Linked DNA regions of Anser cygnoides: region 2 is linked to region 1. A link is a contact called in public Hi-C data. All regions are on one chromosome and are shown on one strand. The core of a region is the stretch at or near the end of the contact, and the rest is flanking DNA. Distances in the headings are between cores, read along the strand shown.

Region 1 (4,518 bases), core at 667-3,166:
GCAGAGAAGACCAAACAGACAGTAGCCAATCTTTCAGGGTAGCTGCTGTTACACTATCAACATAAACATTTCTGCAGTAGGCAGCAATTACTACGTCCCTATCAAGAAAAATTTGCTCACGCTCCCAGCCCAAGTCACGGCCATTTGATACTGAAGAATTGCCAACACACTCACAAAAGGAATCCATTGTGGATAGTTTTACCTCTTCCTCTTGGTAAGACAAGGTAGAGAAAAAATATTTATACATATATAAAATATACAGACACCCACAAAATATTTTCCAGCAGTCATTTCCCTTGAAGTCATTTACTTGCATTATATAAGGCCGTACCTAGGCTAAGGTTAAACTGCATTACTTGTGAAACTTGTGCAGCAAGTTTTATTCTGTAAGCTATGATAAGCTTATCACTTACGATTTTCCGAGTGGTGTTTTTTTTTTGTTTGTTTGGATTGGGGAGGGGTTGTTTTTTGTTGTGTTTTTTTTTTTTTTTAAGTGAACAGGTTTTTTCTTTTTAAGTAAACATGTAGCCACCCAGAGCAACTCCTTATTTCCTACTTAAAAGGAGGAGAAAAAAAAAAGCAACTGTACAAATAATGCAGTAGTTTTTAGCATACTGGGTTTCCAGTCTTTGATCAGATCATCCCACCAGATCAATATTGCTCAATTATTTGCTTACCGGCACTTCAATTGTGTTAAAATTTAGCAAGTTCTACTTATTGCCTAAAAAACTTCAGCAGATGTGCTCCACATAAGCACTTGGTACTTTTATTTTCATTAGGAATATCAAGTTTAAGCTTTATTAAGGAACTTTATCTAAAATAGTGTTTAAACTGACGAGTTTCCTAATCATATTTATACTAGTTACACACAACTATTTTATCACCCAGCTGGTGGGAGGCAAAGCTTCATCCAGAGGCCGCCTTTGAGCAGTCTAAGCAGAGAAGGGAGACAGTTGGATGCAGCAGATCACAATCTCCACCTCTCACATTCAAAGCGTGGAGTTTTGAAGAAAACGCACAACTATTTCTGAATGTTACAATAACAACACGATAGGTTGGAAAGGAAGAAAACTTCGTAACTTAATATGTTGTTATTTAAACCACATTATGGAGCTTCTGTAATCCACCCCACTTTAAGTGATTGACAAAAAATGTGGCAAAAAAATGTGACAAATACTGTGGCAATCATTTTTTCCCTGCTTGGCTATAAGTAAGGCCATTAACAAAACCTTCTCTTTAGTCTGTTATTACGCTGTCATCCCAGCTGACCCCCAATCCTGAAAACTTTGGGAATCACCTGCTTAAAAATTAAGAGCAATAAAGAAAGAAACCACTGTGTGCACACAAAAAAAATCACCACACACACTTCTTGGAGTTACTGACTCCATTCCTACCCTCTCTCTAACCAGAAGTGGAACTAGCGTACTCAAAAACCTCAGACAGTTTCCTCGGGCATGGTAACTGTGACTTGTTCTAGCAGATCAAGTTTCACCAAATACACGTCTGGCTCACTTTTCCCAATGCTGGTTTTAGATTGGGGGGGGAAGTAGGGGGTGAGAGGGAGGCAGGGAAGAGCAGGTCATGGTTATTACCTTGCAGCCTTGTCAACATGCAGCACGTGACTGCAGAACGCAAACATTCGAGGGGGTTCGGTGTGGCGTTTTGGTTTGGTTTTTGCCTCTTCAGTAAAACACATTAAACAGGTTTTAACGTTAAAGTTAGATTAACAAGTTTTAGTAGTCACATCATAAACATCTTTAAACAGTGACCACCTAAAACCAATTAATTCTTACTTCTTTGATTATTTGTTCACATATCCCAGTGGCATCAGTTTATGAGCATTATGGACTGTCCTCTTAAAAATTAAAAAAAAAAAGTCAATGGAACAATGAAGTAGTGAAGGTTGTGGTGTGTTTGTATTTTTAAAAAATCTTACGCAGGGAGAAAAACAAGAGCAACAGACAGGAAGCCACGGCTGCCTGAGGACCTGTCATCCCAGCCAAACACCCATTAGAAATCACACCCTCATGTCTCACGGGCCTCCTGCTCCGCCGGCCCACGTGTGAGGTGAGCACACCGCTCAGCGCAACAAACAGCCCTTTAGTTCCCTGCCACAGTACCACACGCACAAGAAAAACCCAGCGCTGCCTTTTGTAGCTGGGACACCAGGAAGTCTCACGCAGGCTGGAGCCACGTGCTTTCAAACCGAACTCCGAAAAATTCAGATGGGAACAACTGCAAATGAAAGGAATAGCTCCATCCGCACATCCTTCAGAGAGAAAGGAAGGGAAAAAGTGGGACTGAGGCTCTGCACAGCAGTCATCTACAGCTCCAAAAAGCACATGAACGAGTTACCTTCGTAGCCAAGAGCACTGACTACCGAGTCTCTAATCCAAGTCTTTGAATCCTAAGATTGCCAGCAAGAACAACGAACCTTATCTAAATCTGTAGTTAGAACAGACAGAAAGCCAATCTGCAGAGTAACTAGCCAAGTCCCAAAGTACAGGGCAGTATAAACTACGATCTGAAGTAGACTGGTAGCAGATTTCATACCCAGCATAACGAGCATCTCGAAATTACATAGGCACGTGAGTTCTACGCTCAGGGTTTCTGAATGTTAATGCAAAGAACAGCCCAAAGAAAACAAAGCAACCCTAACCACGGGCTGAGCAGCCACTCGATAACTGTAACAAGGGCCGAAAGGAAGCAAGGCAGCATTCGTTCCCTTCCACTACAGGGAAAATCCTTCCTGCTCTTGAGCATAGACACTTTCTTTCTATACTTCCACTGCTATTTAATATTTTCTAAGATGGAAAGAAGGAATAAAGATACGCCAACACCATCACACGTTAACTTTTTCTTTCCGTAAGGATGATATACATTTGATCTGCACAGGCAATATAGGGAAGTAATTACAACCTTTCTGAACAGAAGTCTTTCATTCCCCGTGACAGATACAATACCTGCCACGTTAATCTGTGGCTGCCTCCACACAGGAGAAGCACTACTTTCCTGGGGAGGAAATATATATATATATATAAAAATATATAACAGAGGAAAAAATAAAAGTCTTCTGAAAAAGACTGTTCTTCCCACATCAAGAAGCAAGTACAACATGCTTATGAAATCAGCATTATGAATCACTACTCTTATTACTAGAAAGATAGAAGAATAGAAAAAGTGCCAAAAAAGACAAAAATGTAGCTTCAAAAGTGTTCTGATTCTTAAAATAAGCGTATCCATGATCATGGACAAAAGCATGGCTTTGGGGAGGTGTTGACGGTGGTTTGTTTTTTTTTTTTAATTAAATCACCACACCTACAGAAGAGATGGACTTAAGATCCATTTCATCATCAAGACCAATACTAAGGAAGGAAAAAAACCACAAAAATTGGTCTAAAACTAACAAAAACTAAACAGCTCTGACACTCCTACAGAACCTTAATACCAGGTGTCTACTAAAAAACATATTAGCACCCTAGGTGCAACATTAAGGGCATTTTCCAGGCTGGCTGCAAGTCCCTTTATGTTGAGTTAGTGCCTTGTGCTCTGCTGTAGTGTCATGCTTAACGCTCAGTGAGAAATGTCCCTTTTGACTACAAGAGCCTCTAAATTTATGCAAGAGACCAAAATCCACTCAAATCATTCCACCTGACACTTCTTCCTCAGCCCCAGAAGCTTCCCAACTGCAGGGGCGGTATCACAAAGCAGCTGTTTCACTCCCTTGGGCTCCGCTCTGCACAAAGTCGCGGGGAGCAACAGGGGCCTGAATGGATCCCTCCAAACAGCCTAAATTTACAGAGTATAGATCAAACTTCTAGGAATATCTATAAGAGGTAAGCAAAATAATCCAGGAGTATGCGCATCTGTTAACTACTCCCCTCCCTTTATTTCATACAAATCAGTACTCAAAATACCAACTGGTATTGAAGTACCTGGTAGGAAAGAGATTTCTCCACAAGGAGATTGTTTAACACAGATCTGTCTTATCTTTCTACCTATTTCCCCACTAGTTCTGGACGACTTACGATGAACTTGTGTTGTAGGTAAGCACACAATTCCTTCAGTTATTCTCATCAACCATACTGACCTTCTGAGCTTCTTTTTTAAAGAAAAGAACAAATTATAGAGTTTCCAAATTAAACAAACACTGCTATTTTATTTTAAAAGGTTTCATCAGCTTTTCCAGCTGTTGCGGAGAGCTTTATAGAATTACTGTAAGAGATGCCATGACATAACTAATGCTGGTTTCAAATGGCAATTTGGAAAACCAGTTCCTCAAATGAGGAAAGCCCAGAGCGTGCCAAGATGCTATCAGTCTAAATAGTTAAAAGTAAACTCTTTACTATTGATTTATAGCACCAACAGACAGAAGAAATGGATGGGCAAGGACACCCCAGAGAGGAGACATTTACCCTGACTAGGATGGAGAAAGAGATGCCTAGAACTAAAGGACAAGTTTATGTATAAATTAAAAGCAGCAGTTCACAACTAACAGAAACACACACAAACATGTGC
Region 2 (4,368 bases), core at 1,513-4,012, 560 kb before region 1:
CTCTGTTACAGCTGACATGACTTTATGATGGCCCTGTGCTTCTCTTAATGGTGTTTTCCTGATGTGCTGTTTGTGTAAAAGCTGGGGGCAGAGGGGTGTGTTGCTTTCCCTTCCTGGTTGATGTCTCTATATTCACACTGCCATTACAGAAGCTAGAGGACCAGCTTTTTGCATACAATTTAAGGAAAGGAGTTGAGTCTTACTTTCTGTAGGGGCATAGATCAGTGGAAAGATGCAGAGGGAGAGGAGTGGGTATTTGTGTGAATTTTCAGAATGAGATGAGGCGATTGTGTTTGTTAAGGGCGTAAAGATAGGAATCTTCAAAGGGTGGGAGAGATTTTCATGAAAGTAATTGAAAAATAATGCAAAATAAACATCCCTTCTCTTTGGTCACTCATCAAGCAAATGTTTGTATAGAGCACTTTAAGTAACTTTCAGGATTCCTCTATAATCAGTAAGAGCAAATATATAAATTCAGCACAGCAAGGAGAAAGCCGGAGCTATCTTTGAACCCAGATAATTGCATAGTACGTATTTTTTGAATTACAATTTTATAAGTCACTTACTTAAAGAAATAGAAAAGATGGGAAGCAACTGAAAAATGGCCGTGTTAATTCATCTATGGCACCATTGTGATCCTGGAAATGGCCAAACCGTGGCACCGCGCAGGAGGCAGCGGGGGCTGCCCGTGGTGTCCCCAGCTGGGAGCCAGGCCCCGCTCCGCGGCAGCCCCCGGTCGCTTCCCCTCCGCCCCTGCTGCAGATGCTTGGACTTGGGCACCGTGCCTCGGTAAGGTGGCAGAAGGGCTTGGATTCATTCAGACTTTGAGAATTGTGTTTTTCTCATTTTGCCTTTTCACAGCTCTACGTAGTGTACTTCCTGTGCGTGTCATCATAAAGCACAGAGAGATAAAGTGTATGCTTAAAGCATTTTAAATAGCTTCCCATAGGTTTTTGCCTATATCTTTGTGGGTGATAGTGCTGGTGAAGCTTATTTGTAAGGTCTCGTGTTTTTTAGTACTTGCTCGATTTGCTGTACTATGGGAAGGACTTCCCCTTCGTGATCTTTTCTTGGATGACCTCTCCATGCTGTCAGTAAAACTTGGAAACTTTGGTCTTCTTGACAGCTAGTTCTGCAGTCTCATGTTCGTCCTTATTGTAAACATGCTAAAATTGCTGCTGTTGTTGCTTAGAATGGATTTTTCCTCAGTTGTTTTGAAGTTTGGTAGAAATAGAAGTTAATCTTTAAGAGAGCTGGGCTTGTAGCGATGGGGCGGTGGAGCTTGGTAGGTCACGCCGTGTCTGTCGTCCCATTTGCCCAGTAGATGATGTTCTGCTGACTCCAGCTGTTTTTTTGGAAAGCAGAAAAACAATTTGCTTTTCCTTCCCATAAAGTATAACCCTTTGTTTATCCTTGTGCTGCAGCGAGTTTCCAAAATGCATAGACTTGCAAAGAAAAAGAAAGGGAGGAAATAGCTCTTTTTTTAATGCTGTTTTTCGTATCGGAGAGGAGTTTAGTACTGAGCTGAATTGTTGACCTCGCTGGAGGATATTATTAGAACTGGCTGATGTGTGTGTGGAGCTGTATCTAATTGACCAATCCAGTTCAAACTACCTACAATAGGTTTGGTGAAAACAGTTCTGTTCTTAAGATAACTTCACTTTGTTCTTTGTGTATGATTGATTTGTGATTTGAAGAATAATGCTCTTTTGTAGCTCTTCAGTTACTTCAGTTCACAGAAATAATTGAAACAGTGCCCGTTTCCAAGAAAGACATTTCTTTTTTGCCACGAGTTGTTAAAATGCTTGCTTTTGTCATTACAGAGCATCTGTTGAGTGATACTCCTTTTGTTTTCTGCTGCGAGGATATTACGAGGTGCTTGCAGAATATAGGAAATGCGAGTGAGTGATTCTGAAGTCACTGTGGAGATCTGTGTGATGAGGGTTGTCATCTGACAGCTTTTAATGATTTATTTTGTACGTAAAAGGGGAGAAAACTAAATAAAATCTGGTGGACCTGAATGTCCTTACCGACCCAGATGAGGATTGCCGAAGCAGAAGTCAGCGTTAAAACCTTACTGGTCATGATCTATAATGTCATCGGAAGAACACGGTTGTATTTACTACTTGGGGTTGTATTTACAACCTTTTCTTGCTTTCTTTGTTCCTTAAGAGTCTTTGGCTACCCACATTTTATGCACTTCTGGAATGCAATAACAATTGTGGCATCATCTCTTCAGAATTCGTTTTCCTTCCTGAGATGAAGGCAGTGATAAGGCCTTAGAAAATACTCGCTTGGTTTTGCTTTCCTGGCCTGAGATGGATTTAATTCGATGAATTGCTGCTTTTCTCCTTCCAGTGCTTTATGACCTTTGAAATAGCTTGCTGTGATCTTCCGAATTTTGCAATACCCTCACTGCTCCGGTCTAAAAAAGGAGCTGGAGCTGTTGGCCTAGCAGGAGCGGTACAGCAGCTGTTCGTGCTCGTGCCAACCAAATGCCATCAAACGTGTCTTTGAGTTTCATCAAATCTTTGTAAAACTGTGTCTGTACACTGTAGTTAATCACCCACACACCTTTCTCATTGTTTTGCGAGCCTGGAAAATGATGCTGCTCAGCTTAAAGCCTGTTGTCCTCACTAAACGGACGTTTTGGGGACCTGTTAGAAAAGATCCCGATGTTTGTCAAATGAAGAAGGTGAATACAGTTGCTTTTTCTCGCTGTAATGAGCAGATCACTATCCAAGAGTCTGACAAAAAGAGACATTGGTGGAATACTAGCTGAGATATCTGTAAGTTTTTTTAATATGTTACTTTTCAGAATGGGATCTTACGCAATACGTTTTTGTTGTTCTTTTTCTGTGTTTTTCTAAAATGCCGCTTGCTGCATCACCGTGCTCCTTCTGCCTGTGGTACGGGATCGACTGACCTGGGCTCCTTTAGAGGAGAGATGAGTCTATAAGTTTTTTAATGTTTTGGGGTTTGTCCAACCAGTGAAAGAGAATCTGAATTACTGACCTGTCTGTATTAGTGCAGGAGCTGCTGAAAACAGAGAGTGGCCGTTTGTTTGATGTCCCCTCCTTCTCCCCCCCCGCTTTGTGATATTTCTTATTTATATAGGCTTTTGTGTACCAGAAAGGATTTAGGTCTAGTAAATGGCATTATGCACGTGGCTGAAGGCCTTTGTTTACTAGCTTAAGTTTGAACACTCAAGCTCAAATCCTGTTATCAGGGCCCTAATCAGTAAACAGTTTTCTGGTTTCATCTGTGTGACTTCGGTATCTGAACTTTCAGACTCCTACCTGGACAAAGGATCCCACTGAAACCGGCCTGCTGGAACCACGCGGCGCAGGCGTGCACGGAGTCAGGGCTAGCATGTTAAAGTTCAGACACGCTGGTAGGACTCGAGTGCTAAATGCAGGCAACAGCTACACGGTGGTGTAGGAAGAGCAGCCGTCCACCCCAGGGGGCTTAATCTGAAATGACAAAAAACAAAAGAGGGGAAACAAGACAGGGAAATAGGACGGTAATAGCAATTAGGGTGAGGGTCACCATGCTACTTTTAGTTGTAGATTACTTAAGCTTTTAATTTGTTTCACCATTGTCTAGTTGATTTCAGTAGTTTTAAATTTTCTGTTTTTAATTTTAGTAGTTAAGTGTGATATTCTCAGTTGTTGCACATTTTATTTTCACCTTATACACGTGTATTTATCTATTTTTAATAACGTAATAAAAAGCAGATGAACAATGGAAATTTTGCTACTGATTTTAAAGGAATGACAAATTCACTGTAAAGTTAAGTATATGCAAAAGTCTTCTGAGAAACTAAAGGCTTGTATGTAGAATAATTAAAAACAAAACCAAAAGCACAATGCACATTTTCACACCACAAAAATCTGGAAGAGCTTGGAAGTGGAAGCATTGACCAATTGAAACGTGTCAATAAAGTAAAATTAATTAAAACGTGAAGATACAGAACCAATTGAGTCAATCCTTTAAAATCTCCCTCACCCTGCTGTATCAAAATGACATGAAGAAATGCAAACATAAGGAGAAACCATTATTTACACATAATTAACTGTTCAAAATAGCTCGTCTAACCACAGTCTTATCTTTAGGAACAAAAATCTAAGCATTTACTGAGTGATATTAGCAACTGAAAGGTTTTTGTTTAGACTTTTTGTTTTCTTGGCAATAAGTAAAATTCCTTGCAAGAAGTCAGTAAGATATTTCTTAATGCTGCCTTTTAAAACTTTTCAGGCTGCTATCCATGTCCAGGGCCAAACATGAATCCTATAGCGCTCGGAAGCCGTTGGCTTGCTTATGCAGAAAATAAGGTAAGGAAAGATTTGATTTCAAAAAATACTTTTT

What was found. A called contact is a pair of places that touch in the nucleus more often than the background predicts.
Region 2: a Hi-C map of liver shows a contact between it and region 1, with 7 times the contacts expected there. The contact joins two enhancer-like sites. A contact is called at or near these places in 2 of 7 Hi-C or Micro-C datasets (both in liver).

The regions. Positions count from the first base shown.
Region 1 is chr18:9,991,854-9,996,371 of Taihu_goose_T2T_genome, reverse strand. The region is part of intron 3 of MED13 (mediator complex subunit 13); the gene reads right to left. Among named protein-coding and RNA genes, the nearest start is that of MED13, 17 kb to the right of the region's middle. Within about 2 kb of position 1,916, at least 1 of the 3 cell types and tissues checked has open chromatin away from gene starts, as enhancers often do. A contact at or near this core is called in liver, where this site is marked.
Region 2 is chr18:10,550,060-10,554,427 of Taihu_goose_T2T_genome, reverse strand. It overlaps BCAS3 (BCAS3 microtubule associated cell migration factor), which reads left to right. Exons shown (of 26, transcript XR_010825687.1): 10 at 4,258-4,334. Among named protein-coding and RNA genes, the nearest start is that of BCAS3, 63 kb to the left of the region's middle. Within about 2 kb of position 2,762, at least 2 of the 3 cell types and tissues checked have open chromatin away from gene starts, as enhancers often do. A contact at or near this core is called in liver, where this site is marked.